2 separate regions of the Hordeum vulgare genome follow, and region 1 is linked to region 2. The links are chromatin contacts, called in public Hi-C maps. All regions are on one chromosome and are shown on one strand. Each heading gives the region's core, a stretch centred on a gene start, on an enhancer-like site or on the middle of the called end of the contact. The rest is flanking DNA. Distances are from core to core; before and after follow the strand shown. Region 1 holds the start of LOC123452042 (cell division control protein 45 homolog). Region 2 holds the start of LOC123395383 (probable inactive serine/threonine-protein kinase bub1).

Region 1 (3,528 bases), core at 719-3,218, 190 kb before region 2:
TTTTCCAAAGTATGGAACATTTTTTCAAATTCCAAAACATTTTTCAATTTCCGAAACATTTTTTGAAAATTCAGAACAATTTTGAAACAGAAACAAAAAAAGAAACAAAAAAGAATAAAGAAAAAAGAAAAACCGGTTTAGGGAATCTTCTAAAAAGTTCCTAAAACCAAAAAAAAGACTGAAAACCTCTAGAAGGTTCCCAAAACCGGAAACACATTGAGACGGTTAAACGGGCCGGCCCAATCCTGATGACCAGTCGTTCTTCAGTTGCGGTATTTTGACGCAACGCGCGTCAAATAGGGATTTCCAAATATTTGTCCGTACGTTGTCTTCGTGATGTTCAGCTCGGTCAATTTTGGGTCTAGCAACGAGCCAAGCAAGTGGCCTTTCAACTGAAGTTCTTTTATGGATTGTGAACAAGTAAGTTGACTTTTTAGGTGTACAAGAGCTGTTAGGATCGAACTTACCAGCTCTGCTCTTGTCCCACCTCGCTTATTTAGATATGATTCTATCAGTTCATATACGTAATCTGTTTGAAGGATCAACAAGCAGAATTGGGCACTCAAGGAAAGGAGGGGAAAAAGAATTAAACTCATGAGCTGATCCCTTTCGCTAGGCCGGCTAGGCAAGTGGGCTGTGGCTGGCTATGTGTTTGTGCTCCTCTCTTCTGCTATTTTTTTTTTCTGTTTAGAAATAAACAAAGAACTACTCCCCCCGTTCCTAAATATAAGTCTTTTAAGAGATTTCATTAGAAGTCTACATACGGAGCAAAATGAATGAATCTACACTCTAAAGTATGTCTATATACATTCGTATGTAGTCTATTAGTGAAATCTATAGAAAGACTTATATTTAGGAACGGAGGGAGTAGAAGACAAGCACAAAGGGGTTTGGAGAAGAGTTTTGAAGTGAGGACAAATTCCCTGGACTACTTTAAATATGTATATTGGGAAGATAATGTTTTGTCATGATGGAATCATATTAATCAAACTCATTTAAATTCAATTCAAATGAGTTAGAACTAGAAGTTCGATTTAGGATTTCTGAAAAATGATGAAAATTTGTGGGTGGCTTTAACAAATGCAGAAAGATTTATGGGAAAGGTTTGGATACTAAACTTGGAGTAGAACTTTAATGTGAATTTTGGAAAAGGTTCAAAATAATTTGGGAAAGCAATCTATACATTTTATCTATATTTGCACCTTTACCCTAGAGAGGAATATTTCTTCGTTTAAACGTGAGACACGAGTCCAAAGTCTGAACCATATAGTTTCTTCTTAGACTCGGGAAATACAGGACATCATGTTATATTAGAAACGTGGATTTTTTTTCGCTTCCGTTACAACGCACGAGCCTTTTTTCTAGTAAATAGAAAAAGAAACAACACAGAAGAAACTTGGCCGCACTGTGCAAAGCTGGAAATGGCCGGGCCAACTAGCCTCCCTTGCATCCGCCCTTGTGCGAAACCTCGACCATTCGCCGCAGCAAGCGGCGAATAGGATTTTCCCTCCTGAAAGTCTCTCGATTATAGACGCTGGACCTGAGCCCATGCGGCCTCGCAATTAGTAGGTCAGAACCAGCCCAGCTATCTACGAGCAGTAGTGACGTTTACGCATCACCGAATGAAATGAATCAATCGTATGGCCCGTCTGTTTCTCCCGTATGACAAGCCCGCCCCACCGGAACGTGGGCCCACCTGTCATCCAAGGAAACATCGGGGTGGCACAAGCGGCTCTGCTCCAGTGACGAGCCGGAACGGGATTCCATCCCCCCAAAGCCGAAAATTTGGAGTTCGAAAATCGAAAGACGCGAGCCGTTCCCTCCCAAAACCAAAATCCCGAAATCCTCCCGCGCTCGCCGCTCCCACAAAGCGCCCCCAATCCAAACTCCATTCCCAGATCTCGAGCATTCCTCTCCACCCCTCCCCTCCCCTCCCCTCCACCCAAAATTCTCGATCTCGATCCCCCCTCGTTGATGCGCCAATGGTGCGGGAGCTCCGCGCCGACTCCTTCTACGCCCGCCTCCGCGCCGCCGCCGCCGCCGCCGCGGCGGCCGCCTCCTCCCCGCTGCTGATCCTCCCATCCGCGGCCGACGCCGACTCCCTCTGCGCGCTCAAGGCGCTCGCCCACGTCCTCTCCGCCGACTCCATCCGCTTCTCCATCTACCCCGTCGCCTCCGCCGCCGCCGCCGCCACCCTCCTCGCCTCCTTCTCCGCGTCCCAGCCGCTCTGTCTGCTCCTCATCAACTGGGGCGCGCACCGCGACCTCCGCGGCATCCTGCCCCCCGCCTCCACCGCGTTCGTCGTCGACTCCCACCGCCCCGTCCACCTCCACAACCTCGCCGCCGCCAACGACCGCGTCGTCGTGCTGTTCTCCACCGACGACGAGCACACCGCCGACCTCTCCTATGATTTCGACGTTTCCGCCCTCGCCAACGCCTCCGACCTCACCGCCGACGGGGACGCCGACGAGCACCTCCGTGTCTCGGAGGAGGACGAGGACTCTGACGCCTCCGACTCCGATTCTGATGCCGAGGGAGGGAGAAGGAAGAGGCGGCGGCTCTCGGACGATGGGGAGGAGGCGGACGGCGACCCGGAGAGGCTGTTCGGCAAGCTGCGGAGGGAGTACTACCGCCTCGGCACCTTCCACGGGAAGCCTTCGGGGTGCCTCATGTACGAGCTCGCCCACGCGCTCCGCAGGAACACCAACGAGCTCCTCTGGCTCGCCTGCGTCTCCCTCACTGACCAGTTCGTCCACGAGCGCATCACCAACGAGCGCTACCAGGCTGCCGTCATGGAGCTCGAGCAGCACATCAATGGATCAGGCAACCTCGACCCGTCCGGCCTCGGGTCGGTGGTGACGCTCAAGGATGGAACCAAGATCCGGGCGCCGGAGGCCTCCCGCATCGCCTATGAGGACGAGCCAAGGCTGATGCTGCTGCGGGAGTGGAGTTTGTTCGACTCCATGCTCTGCTCCTCATATGTCGCGACCAAGCTCAAGACCTGGAGCGACAACGGGCTGAAGAAGCTGAAGCTGCTCCTAGCGAGGATGGGGTTCCCGCTCGCCGACTGCCAGAAGAGGTTCCAGTACATGAGCATGGAGGTCAAGCGCAAGATGCGCGATGAGTTTGATCGGTTCCTGCCTGAGTATGGGCTCACTGAGTTCTACTACCGGAGCTTCCTGAGGGTGCACGGTTACAGGTCCAAGGTGTCTGCTGCGGATGTTGTCTATGGCGTCACAGCTTTGCTTGAATCCCTCAATGCCGAGTCCAAGGACTCAAAGGAGTCCTGTGCTGCTGAGCAATTTTGGGTTGCATACTCTGCGTTGTCGCTGAGCAATGTGGATCAGCTGCGAAAAGGAATGCAATCTGCAATTGAGATACAGATGGCGATACTGAGGCAGGGAAGCTCAGCCATCACCAAGAGTGGATTCATCCGGAGTGCTAAGAAGTTCCGGTGGGTGAAGCTTGATGATCCAGTGGACACTGCTAAGCTGTGCCATCCACAGGCGCTTACTAAATTCTGTTTCT
Region 2 (3,167 bases), core at 660-3,159:
AAAGATTTCAAACCCACTAGTTTGCTGATTGTTTTCCTTGTTTCTTTTCTTGTTTTGGCCCTCATTTTGGTTGGTACCATTAGGACAATCTTCATCAACAAATATTTCAAATGCACTTGTTTGTTGACCAAAATTTGGATGGACTGACTTCGTGTTCTTGCCATGGAGAATGTTTGCATCATTACTGTCAAGTTGTTCTTCATCAACAAAGATATGAAGTGCACTTGCCTGCTGATTAAACTTTGGTCGATCACGCTTCGAGCGTTTCTTGAGCATTGTCTCGGGCTCCACTGGCTCTAGAAACATGCTATTGATGTCATCCATAGCCTCCTTCAAGTTTATAGTTGGTTCAACGAGGCCATGATGACAAGCATCTTCAGTTTCTGACTTTCCAACCAATGCAGAGCCAACAAATCGTACAACTACAGTATCATCACTATTACAACGAGACAAATTCTTGTTATCTCCTGAGGTGCCTCTGGATAGTACACCATCTTTAGCATGACCTAATGGAGGATAACGGCACGATGAAGAACTTGAACTGCTTCCCAATTTTTGCACTGGATTGGACTTAAGTTCTGCATAATTTCTGCTTTGACCTGCAGCATATTTCCAATGACATGTAAGTTCCACTAGAAACTGATTTAGATAGCCTGAGCAAAGTTTTTTTCTTTCTAAACGTACCATCAACTTGGTTTGCACATCTAGGAAGTGGTTTAACTCTGCTAGGCATTCCTTCCTACAGATGAAATGTATATAGTAAGAAAAGATTACATACGCACAATATTTGCCAAGGTGAAGTGAAAGCCATACTTTATCTTTCTTCTTCTGGTATAACTCCATGCGATAGATAAACTGATCGTGTGATTTGTGTAACTCCTCGATAGGCTCTGCAAGGCTATTGAACAGTTTCATTAAGTACCCAGGTTTACATAACCAGACTTATATTCAGACAATAATAACAAACTGTACAAGCAAACGACAGTATCCTCTACAGCATGGTGGGTAAGAGATTACTTCTGAATTCCCATGCGGTACATCTGCTCCGCATCCTGAAACCTCCTACGCTTCTCATAATATATCGCGTAAGCCATATAAAATGCAGCTCTCTTGAGGCCTATTCTGTTCCTCTCCAACTTCTTCAGCAATGGCTTTGCATCCTTCACATAGTCCATCTACACCATCAAAACCATGCAATCACAATATGACCTCGCAACAATCCAAGAGAATGTTCCTATCTCAAAGAGAACCCGAGCGAAACGGAGCTCAGTAACTGTGGTGTTTCAACGAGAACATTCAGTAGGAGGCAACTCCTAGCATGGCAAATTAGCAAACAGATGATAGTCTGCCGATAAATATACCAATCAATCTCAACATCTCTCAGTAAATCCCCAACGAAATGAAACCGTCGCGTAGTCAGCCGGTGCTATGCTTTGGTATAGCAGCAAGTGGCTCACCATCTGGATCCAGACGCGGAGGTACCGCGGGTCGTCGCGGTACCGGGGCTCGTCCTGGAACTCTTGGGCGCACTTCTGGAGGAACCTCGGCAGCTTCTCCCGCAACGTCGCCGGTGGCAGCGCCCCCTCCAGCCTCCGGATCCCCCTGTAAAACGGAATCGGTTCGATCAGAGAGGAGGAAAGGAGAGACGCGGTGCGGGCAGGCGCGGTGATTGGGGGCAGGGCCGTACCGGAGCCATGGGCGGAGGGGGTCGGAACCGGAGTAACAGCGGATGTCACCAATCACCGATGAGAGGAGCTCCTTCTCCTTCTCCATGTCGATGTGGCCGTGCTGCGGGTCGGCGGCTGCGGCCATGGGTGTATTGGTAGGGTCGATGGCCCGCCGCCGGGACGAGAAGCAACCGAGCAAGCGGCGGCTTGCCGGATTTGAAATCAGGGCTGCAATTTTGTGACTTCAGCCACATATACTGACATGTGGGTCCACCTATCGTATTATATGGCCGCCTGTCAGCCTTGGTCACCCAACGGTCTGGTCTGAGATTTTCCCCTTTTTGTCCTTTTTAATCAAATCTACAAATCCAACCCAACTTTGAGAGCATCTCTAGTAGAGCCCTCAAATTCTCAAACCCTTAAAAATAACTTTTTTTTACAGTTTTCATCGACAAAACGGCGTAGACTAGAACCCTTAAACCTTTAAACCCGTAAAAAAAATTAGAGGTTCAACCCTCAAACCCCTTCCCAGCCTGTAGAAGTGAGGGTTGGGAGGGAAAACTCCCCCCAACCCGCACTCCTCTTCCCACATCGCGCGGGAGGGAAAACTCCCCCCGCCTCCCCAGCTCCTCCTGCGCGCCACGCCGCCATGGAGGCTCCTCCCCCCCCCCCCCGCCCGCCCTCGCCCCCGCCTCCCCAGCTCCTCCCGCCGCCACGCCGCCATGGAGGCTTCCCCCCCCCCCCCCCCCCCCGCACCCCCGCCCGCCCCCGTCCTGTGGCCGACGTGGTGGCGGCGACCCACGTCGGGGCCAAGCGGCGGCGGGCGGGCCTCGCACCGCCTCCTGCCGCCTCCCCAGCTCCCACCCCGGCCACCGTCCCCGCCCCGGCCACCGTCCCCGCCGCGCCCGCCCCCAAGAAGAGCCGGCTGAAGGTGTCCTCCCGTGGGCCGCGAGGGGCTTCCTCCAAGGTCGCCGGCGCGTCCCCGAAGCGGAAGAAGGTCGCGGCGCGGAAGAAGCCCGCGGCCCCGCCCGCCGCCGTCGTCGAACCTCCTCCCGCCGCGCACGAGGTGTTCGAGGAAATGGCAACCCCATCCTCGTTCATGGACCTCCTTCAAGACGCGGAGGTGGACCTCGGGGCTCCGCCTCTAGAACCCTTTGGTGAGGAGGTTGAGGAAGATGAGGAGGATGAAGGGGATAACGAGGAGGAGGTGGCCGAGATAGGGGAGGAGGCATTCACCGCCGCTTCCCGCCCACACGCGCGGTCGACAAACTACACCGAAGCGGAAGATATCCTCTTGGTTCGTGCTTGGGCATCTGTGGGGATCGATGCAACCACCGGCACCGATCAAACCGGTAAACGGTATTGGCACAGGATCGAGGACAACTATTGTAGGATCAAGCCGAAGAATAGTGGATTCATCTCTCGCAGTTACCGGTCGCTTCAAGGCCGGTGGGATTTGATGAAGCCCGCTTGTGCTCGTTGGAGTGCGGCCATGGACCA

What was found. A called contact is a pair of places that touch in the nucleus more often than the background predicts.
Region 1: a contact with region 2 is called in a Hi-C map of seedling, with 4 times the contacts expected there. The contact joins the promoter of LOC123452042 here to the promoter of LOC123395383 in region 2. A contact is called at or near these places in 4 of 6 Hi-C or Micro-C datasets (leaf and seedling) and 1 of 1 datasets of contacts at active chromatin or transcription factors (embryo).

The regions. Positions count from the first base shown.
Region 1 is chr5H:314,768,158-314,771,685 of MorexV3_pseudomolecules_assembly, reverse strand. It overlaps LOC123452042 (cell division control protein 45 homolog), which reads left to right and starts at 1,968. Exons shown (of 1, transcript XM_045128616.1): 1 at 1,968-3,528. The coding sequence starts at 1,983.
Region 2 is chr5H:314,582,758-314,585,924 of MorexV3_pseudomolecules_assembly, reverse strand. It overlaps LOC123395383 (probable inactive serine/threonine-protein kinase bub1), which reads right to left and starts at 1,909. Exons shown (of 7, transcript XM_045090374.1): 1 at 1,688-1,909; 2 at 1,458-1,602; 3 at 1,018-1,175; 4 at 814-898; 5 at 685-739; 6 at 1-599. The coding sequence starts at 1,812.